Linked DNA regions of Mus musculus: regions 2 and 3 are each linked to region 1. The links are chromatin contacts, called in public promoter capture Hi-C maps. All regions are on one chromosome and are shown on one strand. The core of a region is the stretch at or near the end of the contact, and the rest is flanking DNA. Distances in the headings are between cores, read along the strand shown.

Region 1 (3,940 bases), core at 1,419-3,918:
CACTATGACTTGGTAGCCTGTCTTCTATGCTAGCACTCAAGAACCAGAGGTAACTGGATCTTCAAGAGTTCAAGGCTAGCCTGGCCCACATAGTGACTTCTAGGCCAGCAAAGGTTACATAATGAGACCTCCCGTCTCAAAATAAATAAATACCAATAAATCCATTTTATAAAGATGTTAAGTAACAGATCTATAATTGTAAAGGGCTCTGCTACAACTTAACACTCAGAGCCCTGGCTCTGACTACTGTTCCTCCTATCTCCTTGAGCAGCTTTTACTGCTGAGAGGCACACTAAACCAAGAGAGGCTCCAGTTTGGTGGAGGAGACACAGGTCGCACCATCAGAAGAGCTCCTATAATCTGGGATGAGTTCCTAGCAGGGGAGGCCTAGGAAGGACAAAATGCTTGGTGCCTATCTCCTTCTAGGCACTTCTCAGAGATGCTTATAAAGTCCCTTTTGCTTGACAGGTCCTGAAGGTCCTGAGCTTCAGCATCCCTAATGAGGGCGAAGTGACAGGCTGGATAATCATCTAGTCTGACCATGCTGATACCAGTTTAATTTTATTCTTGAGCACAGGAAACTTGGCTTCAGGTCACATCAGCAGTGAATATTTCTCATGCCCCAGAGGTAGAACTGGCTTCGAGTGCCTCTGGGTCCCCATGTGTCCCATATAAATATCTCCTAGAGCGCCTGCCCATGTCTTAGAAAACTTATTTTCATTACACACTTGTCTTCTCTCTTCTTGAGGCAAAAGTCCTGGGATAATAAGTGCTTAGTGAATGTACCTTATGTGGAGAGTCATGCTTGAGCCCTGACTTCCCGGGAATGGGGTGGGGGTGGGGAGACACCAGAGGAAGGTTTGGGGGCAGAGGAGGTGTTGGGGTTGCAGGATGGGGGCCTCTGTCTCATCTAGAGACCTTTACAGAACACCCACTTTCATCAGCACGCGCGTCTATTCATCTTGGGTTTGCTGTCTGGCCGGCAAGTTGAGTGCTGGGCCTCAGAACTGTCCTTATTGGTCCTTCTTGTTCCCACAGGAGCTCCAAGAAGTGGCATAGGCTTCCTTTTAGCTAGACACCAACTTCAACTTGGTGCATTAAGTATAAGGCTGACTGGGTTTAAGGACGAGGATGGGGGCAGGGACTGGCTTCCGAATCAAAAACAAAACAAAACAGAAGCAAAAACAAAAAACCCGCTGTCTTCCCCCAGGAGCTTCAAGAACCCGTTCTGTTCACTTTTCTCTATGGCAGATGAGACAGGAGAGACCCAACTTTATCCTTGCGATGGGACTGAGGGAAGGAATCCTATCACTTCAACCCTCCTGCAGTCTTAGAGGTTGCCAGTAGGTGCCGTCAGTTCGCAACTTTTTGATCAGTCTTCCAGGTCCGGGTCTTGGTGCCTTTCTCCCTCCAACCGCGCCAACAGTCTGCGGTGCAGAAAGTGGGAGGTGGCCTAATTCCTCCGAGGCTGAAAGACCCCGACTCTGGGACAAAGAACCGGAAGAGGTCTAGGAAATCTTTAGGTTGGTTGCTCCTTGGATGTTTAGCCCAACCCTTCCGGACCCCATCCACCCGCAAAATCCTTCGGTCCTCCGACTGTGCCTGGACAGACACAAGAAGCGAACTCCTTGGTTGGGGAGGATGAGGAGGCGTAGGGAGAAATGAAAAAGAAGGTGGTAGGAGGTGGGTCTCTCCTCCAAACGCGACTCTAGATCAATTCCCGTTTCCAACAGAATTGCTGCGAGGGGAAGGGATATATTTATCAATAATCCCTTTATCACCCAGGGGCAAAGTGGCGTCGGGAAAATTAAAAGGCCGCTTCTCTTTCTGGAAATCTTTGACTGCCATCTACTGGGAAACTGTTGCAGTAACTATGCAAACACACAATGAGTACATGAAGTGGAGCCCCCTGGAGTTGTTCGACTCACATCTTGTACAAAGCCAATGGCAGTCTCCTTCCAGAATCTAAGCAGGGCGGTAGAGGGAACAACATCTAGGAAGGAGGAAGAGGCTTGGCACTTTGTTCTGGAGTTCTGGAAGCAGAGTGCAGCAAGGCCCAAATGGAACCAGGGGCGGGGGTCAAGCGACAGGGGTTCAGGGGCAAGTGAGAAGACTGCCTATTAGCACCTTGAGGCCAGAACTCTCCTGGACCCTTTACAGAGTGCTTAGTCGCCTTGTCCCACTTTAGCGCGGTCTCTAGAGGTTGACTGGACATACCCGGGGGGTGGGTGGGGGTGACCGGAGGACTCTGGCCAGGGATGGGAACTGAACAAGAGAATCTTGAATCCGCTATGAGGTCAGGTTTTCTGTGGCAGCAGGAGGATCTCCTAGGTGTCTGGGAAGGACTCCTTCGAGGTCGAGGGAGGGGGGCAAAGCAACATCCCCTTCGTTTCCCCTCGCCCTGCTTCCTCTTCAGGGTCCAGCTCAGAGGCTCTCCGCGCGCAGGCCACCGCTTCCAAACTGCGTCGCTTTCTTCGGCGGGGCAAAGGACTTTCAGATGTTGTAGCGGTGGCGGCGACTCAGGCCAGCGCCCCCTCCCCCCTAACGGCCTCTTCTCCCGCTCCATTGCTCCAGTTCCCCCTCGCCCTCCCCTGCTCTCCCACCTCGGGGACGGCGCTGGGGGTGTGGCCAGGGGGCCGGTATAAAGTCCCGGGAGCCGGTCCCGGGCAGCCGCTCAGCCCCCTGCCCCCCGCCGCCTGCTGGGCCGGCCGAGGATGCAGCGCAGCGCCTCGGTGGCCAGGCTCGCTCTGCTCCAGCGTGCTTGCTAACTTCCCCGGCTCCGTCTCTGCCTGCCGGGGTCGCCCCGTGTCCCTGCGCCCTCCGGGTCTGGTTCTCTAAGCTCTCTGGGCGCTGCCTCCGGGTCCCTTGCAGCCCGCTCGCGAGCCCGCGCTCCCCTCCTGCGCCCCACCCTCGTCCTCGCCATGCTGCCCTTCGGCCTCGTGGCCGCCCTGCTGCTGGCCGCAGGGCCTCGGCCGAGCCTGGGCGACGAAGCCATCCACTGCCCCCCTTGCTCCGAGGAGAAGCTGGCGCGCTGCCGCCCCCCCGTGGGTTGCGAGGAGTTGGTGCGGGAGCCAGGCTGCGGTTGTTGCGCCACTTGCGCCCTGGGCTTGGGGATGCCCTGCGGGGTGTACACCCCACGCTGTGGCTCAGGCATGCGCTGCTACCCTCCCCGGGGGGTGGAGAAGCCCCTGCGTACATTGATGCACGGGCAAGGCGTGTGCACGGAGCTGTCGGAAATCGAAGCCATCCAGGAAAGCCTGCAGACCTCTGGTAAGGTACACCTACCTTCCCTCGGCCACATTTCCCAAACACCCTCCTCCCTGCAACTTAGTTCCCATTCTGGCTGGCCTGGAAGGCCCGTCAATGCCCCCTGTGAGTTGAGGAGAAGGGAGGTACGTGGCAGAGCTTAGAAACAGCCAAGAATGCTGGCATTTAATCCCAGCACCAGTTGCCACTGGTCGAGGGAAACCTACCCCACCTCTTCATCTCAAACCTCCTAAGTACTTCTTTGGGAAGAGGGGCCTTGGCCTCAGTGGTAAGCCTGGCTCCTGAGGTAAGTTAAATGACCTGATTCAGTTACATTTGTCATCTAGAGTTAGATGACTGCGATGATAAGGTGTGCGTGCGTGTGTGTGTGTGTGTGTGTGTGTGTGTGTGTGTACATGCACATGTGCATACGTGTGTGCATGTGTCTGTGGGGGGTGATAAGGATGGTGTGTGTGTACATGCGCATGTGCATACGTGTGTGCAAGTGTCTGTGGGGGTGATAAGGATGGTGTGCTTGTGCACGTTTGTGTGATAAGGATGGTATGTGTATTCGAGCGGGAGGCAGTGTGTGTGTGTGTGTGTGTGTGTGTGTGTGTGTGTGTGTTGGGACGGTTCCTTTCTGTTCCTGATCCAGAGCCTGATCCACACACCCAGTCTCAGGTGAGAGGTGTGA
Region 2 (4,110 bases), core at 1,062-3,561, 1.3 Mb after region 1:
GGCTCCAAGTTCCAGGAACGGTGGCACCATGCTCAGTGCTGAGTCTGTCTTACTTGCAGACTGGGGTTTAGTTCACTTCTGAGAGTCTGGGAGAAACTGAGCCCTCTGACCAAGGGGAGGAAGGGGAAGGTAAGGATGAGGGTGATCACAGGTGGCGGTCCTCCCCACCTATGCATTGGTCAGATTAGGGTCAGATTAGGGTCTCAGCTCTACCATATATGCTGGGAATCTCTGGGTGTTTTTGCTTTGTTTTGAAGGATTTGTTTATTTTTAATGCGCATTGGTGTTTTGCCTGCATGCATGTCTGTGTGAGGGTGTCAGATCCTCTGAAAATGGAGTTACAGATGGTTGTGAGCTGCCATGTGAGTGCTGGGAACTGAACTCGGGACCTTTGGAAGAGCTGCTGGTGCTCTTAACAGCTGAGGTGTCTCTCCAGCCCCTTTGGGTGTGTTTTGTTTTGTTTGTTTTGTTTTGCTTTTTCAAGACAGGGTTTCTCTGTGTAGCCCTGGCTGTCCTGGAACTCACTCTGTTAGACCAGGCTGGCCTCGAACTCAGAAATCTGCTTCCCAAGTGCTGGGATTAAAGGCGTGCGCAACCACTGCCCAGTATTGGGTGTTTTTTAATCTGAGAAAGGCTGGCCCCATGATCTCAGAAGAAGCACTGATGGCCAGATTCTAATAAGATGCGAAGGTTCCTGTGTCAGTGAAGGTTAGGCTAAGGGTGGGCAAGGTAGAGTTGAAAGCAGCTCAGAGAGTGGACACACCAGAAATCTTCACAGAGACAACTAGCTACTCTTGTAAGGGGAAGGCTGGTAGTCAGCCATCAGAGAGGATGGTCAATCAGTTTCACCATTCTCCCTACCAACTCAGAGAGCCTGGGACATTCTTCCACAACAAGCAAAAGTATAGGTTTGGCCATTCTCGGGGCGGAGAGGCCGCACCCAGTTAGGTCTCAGCATTCTTCACCCTGGAAACACAGGTCAGACCTTCTGCAATGCGCCCTGGACAGAACCAGGGTGGAAGTGAGGGAGACGGTGGGGGGTGGGGGGCCCTGCCCAGGCACTGGGCCAGAGATGGGTAGAGACAGAGACAGGGACAGGGCGGGTTTCCGAGTTGAAAGGGGGACCTTTGTTTAGCAGTGGGACTCTGCTCCATTGTTGGTGGCAGGGAGGAAGAAGCCAGTTTAGAGATCACAGGGTGGAGTAGGAGGAGGACAGGAAGAGAGAAGACACAGGCCCTTGAAGGGTATGCAAAGGTCCCTTCCCCCACTGGCTCCAGACTGGGGAGGGGGGGTGGTCAGAGCCCTGCCCTCCATGCCTGTTCTTCCATACAGCCAGCTGGGGTGCTGGCACCACGCACCCTCCGTCCAAGCTGTCCAGCAGAATGACGCCCAGTCCTGACTTTAAAAATAACCCCTCCAAGAGTGACAGCAGCCTCCGACCTAGCCAGCACCTGCAGGGACAGTCAAGCAACAGGCACAGCCACGCTGGGCTGCTAAGTGACAGTAAAACACCTAGAAACAGGCTCAGGAGAGGGCTGCCTGAGAGGCTGGGCTGGACCTGGATGCAGAAACAAAGCACGGGGCCACACATGGCAGGCAAAGCTGGGCTTCCCCTGGAGGTCCTTCGGGCTAGAGGTTGGCACCCTAGGCACACCCAGACCCACACACAGGCTTACATCAAAGCAGGAGAGCAGAGGGATAAACATCTTTACAAAGGGTCCCCATCAGAACCAACACCTAACTGGCTGTGGGCCTTTGGGCAAGTCAAACCATTTATGTAGTCATGGGACCCCTTTTCCTCAGACTGTATGTAACCTGAACATAGCTGCCACCCAAGCAGTAGCCAACCCCAACAGAACAGTCCCCACCTCAGAGTAAGGGCTTAGAGAGGATACCAGCCCTAAGCTTCCCTTCTCAATGCCTCTGGATCCAGCTGAGATACTGCCAACAGTCCCAAGGACAGAAAGAAACACACACTGTCATGGCTCGCACAGTCAGACATAGAAACTTCTAGAGACTGCTGATTCCACGAGGGAACCCCTCACTGTCCCCCCAACCCCAGCACCCCATTCTATCATGGTGAGAGGTTCCTGGGCAGACACCATGATTTCTATCACCAGAATGGCCCACACTGGTAAGAGAGGCAGCACAAGCTACTCGCGCATGGCCGATGCTGATGACCAGAGAAGACAAGGGATGTTTCAAAGGAACATTCTCACTTCCAGCCTGGAGGGCAGCCCAGGCCAGACCATGGCTGAGAAGAGGTCTGGAGTGGGAGAGGCTCAGGCCATGACCCAGCTGCTGTTTGTTCTCTTCTGGGCTGCTTCCCAAAGCAAACAGAGCCGGGTGGGAAAATGGAGGGGGCTATGTAGCAGAGGGAAGTGGCCTGACCTAGGAAACCTAATGGGTTCCCCTAACAGAGGGCTCCAGCTGCATCCCTGATGAGGACAGCATCCCAGGCCGGCAGATGAGCCCAAACCAGGACTCCTGGGAGTGGAAAATTACTCCAGCTGTTACAAGCCCCTAGCCAGCACCATTGGGCTTAGGCAGTCCCATTAACAGCAGTTGGATGCCAGCCAGTTAGAGTAGGATGTTACAGGCGTAGGGCTGGACAGGAGGGACCTGAACCCTTAGTCCCTGGACAACGCAGGCTGCAGCAAGCAAAAGCTTTGCAAGAAGGCTTCAAGCAAATGCCTTAGTTGGGGGGAGGGGCGGGCTGGAGAGATGGCTCAGCGGTTAAGAGCATTGACTGCTCTTCCAGAGGTTCTGAGTTCAATTCCCAGCAACCACATGGTGGCTCACAACCATCTGTAATGAGATCTGCTGCCCTCTTCTGGGGTGTCTGAAGATAGCTACAGTGTACTTGTCATATATATAAAATAAGTAAATAAAATCTTTAAAAAAAAATGCCTTGGTTGGGGCTGCTAGGATGGTTTAGCAGGTAAAGGTGCCTGCCTGCACCATAACCAAATGGCTTGAATTTTATCCACATGGCAGAAGGACAGAACTGACTCTTACAAGTTGCTCTTTGATTTCAGCCTGTATGCGGCAACACCCCCCGAAATAAATACATGTTTGGAAAAATAAAAACTTGCCATGTTGAGGGCACAGGAGGGCTTCGCGGATGAGCGGCTTCTGAGTGAAGTGCTTGTATGGCATGCCCGGAAGCCCTCCCTGGGCTCTAATCCCTGTATTGTGCAGGAATAAAAGCAGCTCACCTCTGTATACAGAGCTCACATGGAGGTGGAAGGTCAAGAGCAAAGGATAGGAGGGGAGGGAGGGAGGAAGGTTCAAGGTGGCTACCTCACACAGTTCAAATTAAAGACAGCTGCTTTTTATTCTCACAAATTTCTGTGCATTCCTCAATTTAAAATAATAAAATAAAATAAAATAGCAATCAGCCAGCCAGTGATGGCGCATGCCTTTAATCCCAGCACTCGGGAGGCAGAGGCAGGCAGATTTCTGAGTTCGACGCCAGCCTGGTCTACAAAGTGAGTTCCAGAACAGCCAGGGCTACACAGAGAAGCCCTGTCACGAGAAAAACAAAAAGACCAACTGAGCACAGTGGAGCAAGCCTTTGATCCTGACACTCAGCGACAGAGAAACAGCCCACAGTGAGGCAGTTTGTCGATTGCCTGGCCTCTTCTCGCCATCACTAGACATAAGATCTCCCTCCACACTGGGAAACCGCAGAGAAAGCTGAGCACCCTCCTCTGCAGCCAACCAGAAGTTAAGAGGCCAGGAGGCTAGCACAAGCAAACGGTCAGACGGTCAAAGAACTCTCTCTCTCTCTTCGAATCTAGCCCAGGAAGTTGCTGGAAAATGGGACGGTCAACCACATCCCAAGAGAAAGACCTCAGGGTGTCTGTCATCTGTTGAGACACAAATCCCAGTGACCTGTCCCGCCCCATCTCACTACCTTTTTCTTTCAGAGAGTTACTGGGCCAGCCAGCTGTCAGACGCTGGGTTTCTATTCGGCCCTGTGGTTCTTCTTCCCAAATTCCCAAACAAAAAGTTTCCTCCAAGGACTTAGACTGACTCTTCACCCACAGGAAGCGCCTCCTGGGCAAGGGTGGCCCTCTCCAGAGGAGACTCTACTATGAGCCTCCA
Region 3 (4,299 bases), core at 911-3,410, 1.6 Mb after region 1:
ACATTAAATTCCACAAAAAAAAAAAAAAATCAGTTAACCAAATACCATGCTTTACATGATGTGGCTGCATTGTAACACTATTTGTTTTCCTGTTTTATGTTCTCGCTCTCTCTCTCACACACACACACACACACACACACACACACACACACACACATACACACACACCCCTGCCTAGCCTAAAACTGTGGATATCTGGCTGCCCTTGACCTTGTCCGATTGCCGCTGCCTCCAAGTGCTGGATTATGGTGAGCACCACGTCTAGCTTCTTTTTATAAAACCCAGACTGATGAATTCCAGCTCTTTCTGCCTTTGACTCCCAAGTGCAAGGATTACAGATGTGTGCTACCATACTCAGCCTTTGTTTAATATATCTGTCCATAAACATTTATGACCATTTATGACAAAATACCCTCTAAAGCTAATCTGGTCTTTTAAGGAGGAGTTGCTTTAGAGAGGGGACACAGAAGTTAGCCTAGTGTAACCGGTGCACACCTTTAGTCCAGCACTTGGGAGGCAGAGGCAGATGAACGGTTCTCTATGAGTTCAAGACTGGCTGGTCTACATAGAGACCTGTTTCAAGTCCGAATCAGTGACACTCTCTACAGGAGATTTACACTTGAGTAGGATAGATTCCTCAAATGACATATAGCCAAAGTCCCTATTTATAGCAGTAAGAAGCACTAAATTCTTTCCAAATATAAGTAAAATAAAATGTAAGCTCTGTTTGTGTTAGCGAGGGGCTTCCGTTCTCATTTGGCAATACCTTAAGTTATATAGGAGCGGATGATGCTTAACTCCAGACACTGTAATGACATGGAAACTCAAACAGGAGGAGGAGGAGGCAAGGCTAAACTTGATAGCTCTTGATCAACTACACTTTGTCTAGCATCTCAGCTTTCAAGTCAGGTACTACCATACACCTGATGACTACAATATTCCCCGTATCTCTCCGAGTACCGCTTATAAGTCTAACTTGGACAGTAAACCCCTCAGAATCCTGATTTCTAGACCTCCTGAACTGACTCTGTTCAAATTATTCAGCCTGAAGACATTCCCTACAGGCTTGGTATGAACATGAACCACAAGGGAAGGAGAGTAAGGGGACTGTAGTCCATCCTAAGAAAAGGATCAAATTAATCATGCTACTGATAAAAGAATCAGTTCACCTTTGGTATCAGAACAAGTCCCGCCCGCTCCCAAGCGTACTCTAACCCCCCCACCCCACCCCACCCCACCCCGCTTTGAAAACCCGTTCTTAAGCTGGTGTCGGAATTCACCAAGTGTTCGAGAAAAACCACTCACTCAGCACCTCCCTAGGCTAGGCCAGACTAGCAATCCCGAGCCACTGCAGCTGCCCAGCAGTGCCAACTGCATTTAAACAGCTGTTCTCCTTGAGCTTAAGAATGCTCTTGGGAGGAATGGCGAAGAAGCGTCTGCCCCCGTACTGCAAGAGACAAGCTCCTCATTCGCCCTTCTGTCTATCCATTCTTAACTTCTACGGCTATCGGGGAGTGGGGGGCGACCAGGTCCATACAGTGAGCATCCAATTCTCTCAGCCTCACACTAGAGACCACTAAGGGTCATTAGTGAGGAAAGGGAAGTGAGGAGGAGAATGCGGGCTTCGGAGACGACCAGTCAGGACGGGCAACAATGCACACAAGTTAACCAGAGCGGGCGGAGGTCGGGGCTCTGTTAAGGAAGTCGTCATTGTCGCCGCGACGCCTCCCCCACTCTGCAGCCGACCTCTGGGGTTCCTACCCTTCCCCCCGCCCCCGCCCGGGAACCCGGCCTCCACGATGAAGTCCACCTTCCTCCCCGCGGCAGAACAAGACCATGCCTCAAGCTCCCTGCTAGGCGGAAGCAGAAGGGGACAGCAGACCCCCTAAGTGTACCCCTTCAGAGGGATCTCGGTCGACTCCAGCTCAGATGGGGGCGGGGGGTGTCTGCAGGAGAGCCATCGTCTCTGCATCTGGGGGCTGCCTCGCTGGCGGGTCCACCTGCCCCAAGCCACGAGCTGCAAGCTCGTCTCCTCCATGACTCTACCACCCGGTTGGTTACCTCTTGGCGTCTTCGTCCTCCAGCAGTTCAGGCTCGGTCGCCGCCATTACCACATCGCACTCCGCGGTAGCCGCCATCTTACCGCCGGGACCAGAGAGCCGGGTGGGAGGCAGACGGTGTAGAGCACTTCCGGTCGGAGCATCGAGCCGCTCGGCGGCGCCGCGCCCAGAGGGACTCCCTCGAGCCCGTCTACCAACGAGAGGCTCCGCTTGGGGCCAGAGCGGCCTTCCATCCCTGGAGGTCCACGGTGGTCTCCGCGCTGGGGCGGGGGCCCAGGGACGGTTCCTGTGCGTAGGGGGCGCCACTTTACCCGTGAATAGGAGGAGGGTACAGAAGGAGGTTGCCTCTCTGGGCCTAAGCTTGCCTCAGTATCCCTACAGCCCGGTTGCCATAACAACTAGCAATCCTAGAGAGCCTCCGGTAACGCTTGGGAGTCCCTGGTGGGTGGAGACGGGGTCCCCAAGACACTTGAGGAAGAAAAGCCCCCCCCAAGACTACCTTCCTGACTTTGCAGTGTGTCCACAGCTTCCTCCCTGGAAAGGCATGAAGAGCTACTTTGAGCCCAATCCCCAGCTTCATCAGTTCCTGGAAGCCCTGCCCAACCAAGCGAGGGGAACGCAGGGCGTCTTCACCCTGCTCCTTTCATCCTCCACGGATCTCTAAGCACCAACTGGTTCATCACCCCAATGACGCGGACCCTTTTATGAGGCTGCTTTCATGTCAGCCGCTTGGGAGTGCCATCTCAGCGTTAAGCCTAGAAAGGATGACATGGCGCGCCAGCCCCTGCCCCGGAGTTTATAAGGCAGCTCATGGGGTGAGGTCCCTTTTCCTCAGTGTCCCCTGTACTCCTACTTCTCATAAACTCTACCCAGCACGCTTGTCTGGCCAGATGTTGTCTGGATTGGGAAGACAGCATAATTATCTTTGTAGTACCACTACCACACACAACAGTGTTGGATTAAATTGAGGCCCTCTGAGGTTAAATGTGGGGAGGAGACGACCTTGAAATTGTAATTTAAAGCCAAAAGGAACGAAAATAAGACAATGGAATTTAAATTTCCCTTAAGGAAAGTGTGTGTCAAAGTCCCTAACCTTATTTGTAGGTCCTTATCATTACTGACGGAGTGGAAACTACCTGGGCCACTGGATAGAGAATGATAGCTGGACCTCAGTGAATTGAAATGCTGTGACCCTTTAATATGGTTCCTCCTGTCATGGTGATCCCCAGCCGTAAAATTATTTTTTGTTGCTACTTTGTAGCTATAAATTTTCTACTCTTATGAATTGTAATGTAAATATTTTTGGAGATAGAGGTTTGCCAAAAAAAGTCATGACCCACACAGGTTGAGAACCACTGCCTTAATTAACGAATTTAATTTTTCACCCATTTTTCAACAACGGGGGGGGGGGAAACAATTTTTTTCTTCCTTCCTGAATTTCTTATGTTAGATTTCTTCTGTTCATCTGTTCAACATGAAACCTGGGGTAAATCACACAGACCCACTGCCCTTAGCTTGAAACCTTGTCATCAATGCTTTTTGTCCCCACACCACACATCCCCCAAGTCTTTTCATCCCAAACTCTTAAACAATAAACTTAGAGACTGCAAATAGTCTCCTAACTGATCCTCAGTTTCATCTTTGCCAAGCCTTGGCTCTTCCGAGAGAATGACCTTTCTTGCAAAAGTGGATGGAGTGTGTCATTTCCCTGTAATAAACTTACCAATGGCGTGCTATTGTGGTGTTTGGTCCCTGGCCTCCCACACATCTTCATTATTTGGCTAGTCTCTGCAATCAATACTGAGCCCCTAGGGATTCCTGGCTCCAAAACTGTCATGAACCTTGTTGTATTTCCTCTGTGTAATAGCTAGCCCTGCTTGTCAACCTGACCGAATCTGGAATGAACTACAATCCAGAAATGCAGGGCACACCTGTGATCCAGATCTTGAGGTTGGAACACAGGTTTCTAACCTGGATCTTGACATGGAGATCTTGAGGAATAGTGACCAGGAAAAGCTTAAACCCAGGTAAGGTAGTTACATGCATTTAATCCCAGGAGATGGAGGCAAGCAGATCTCAGTGTAAGGTCAGCCTGCAACAAAGCAAGTTCCAGATCCAGACCTGGTGGCACACACCTTTAATCTGGGACACACCTTCTGCTAGAGGCCTTCATAAGGACGTTGGAAGAAGAGCGATTCACTCTTCTTTGCTTGCTTGCACTTACTTGCCAGCACATCTG

Evidence for each region. Promoter capture Hi-C pulls out the DNA fragments that hold promoters and counts their contacts.
Region 2: a contact with region 1 is called in a promoter capture Hi-C map of liver, with 12 times the contacts expected there. The contact joins the enhancer-like site here to the promoter of Igfbp4 in region 1. A contact is called at or near these places in 5 of 39 promoter capture datasets (the 3T3-L1 cell line, hippocampal neurons, liver and 1 more) and 1 of 115 datasets of contacts at active chromatin or transcription factors (embryonic forebrain).
Region 3: a contact with region 1 is called in a promoter capture Hi-C map of hippocampal neurons, with 6 times the contacts expected there. The contact joins the promoter of Dnajc7 here to the promoter of Igfbp4 in region 1. A contact is called at or near these places in 3 of 39 promoter capture datasets (the C10 cell line, hippocampal neurons and liver) and 1 of 115 datasets of contacts at active chromatin or transcription factors (astrocytes).

What each region holds. Positions count from the first base shown.
Region 1 is chr11:99,038,576-99,042,515 of GRCm38.p6, forward strand. Igfbp4 (insulin-like growth factor binding protein 4) reads left to right here and starts at 2,669. Exons shown (of 4, transcript NM_010517.4): 1 at 2,669-3,270. The coding sequence starts at 2,922.
Region 2 is chr11:100,388,925-100,393,034 of GRCm38.p6, forward strand. All of the region lies in intron 1 of Jup (junction plakoglobin), which reads right to left. Among named protein-coding and RNA genes, the nearest start is that of Jup, 6.8 kb to the right of the region's middle. Within about 2 kb of position 2,312, at least 107 of the 459 cell types and tissues checked have an H3K27ac peak or open chromatin away from gene starts, as enhancers often do. A contact at or near this core is called in liver, where this site is marked.
Region 3 is chr11:100,617,467-100,621,765 of GRCm38.p6, forward strand. Dnajc7 (DnaJ heat shock protein family (Hsp40) member C7) reads right to left here and starts at 2,161. Exons shown (of 14, transcript NM_019795.5): 1 at 2,062-2,161. The coding sequence starts at 2,138. It also overlaps a transcript of Nkiras2 not described here.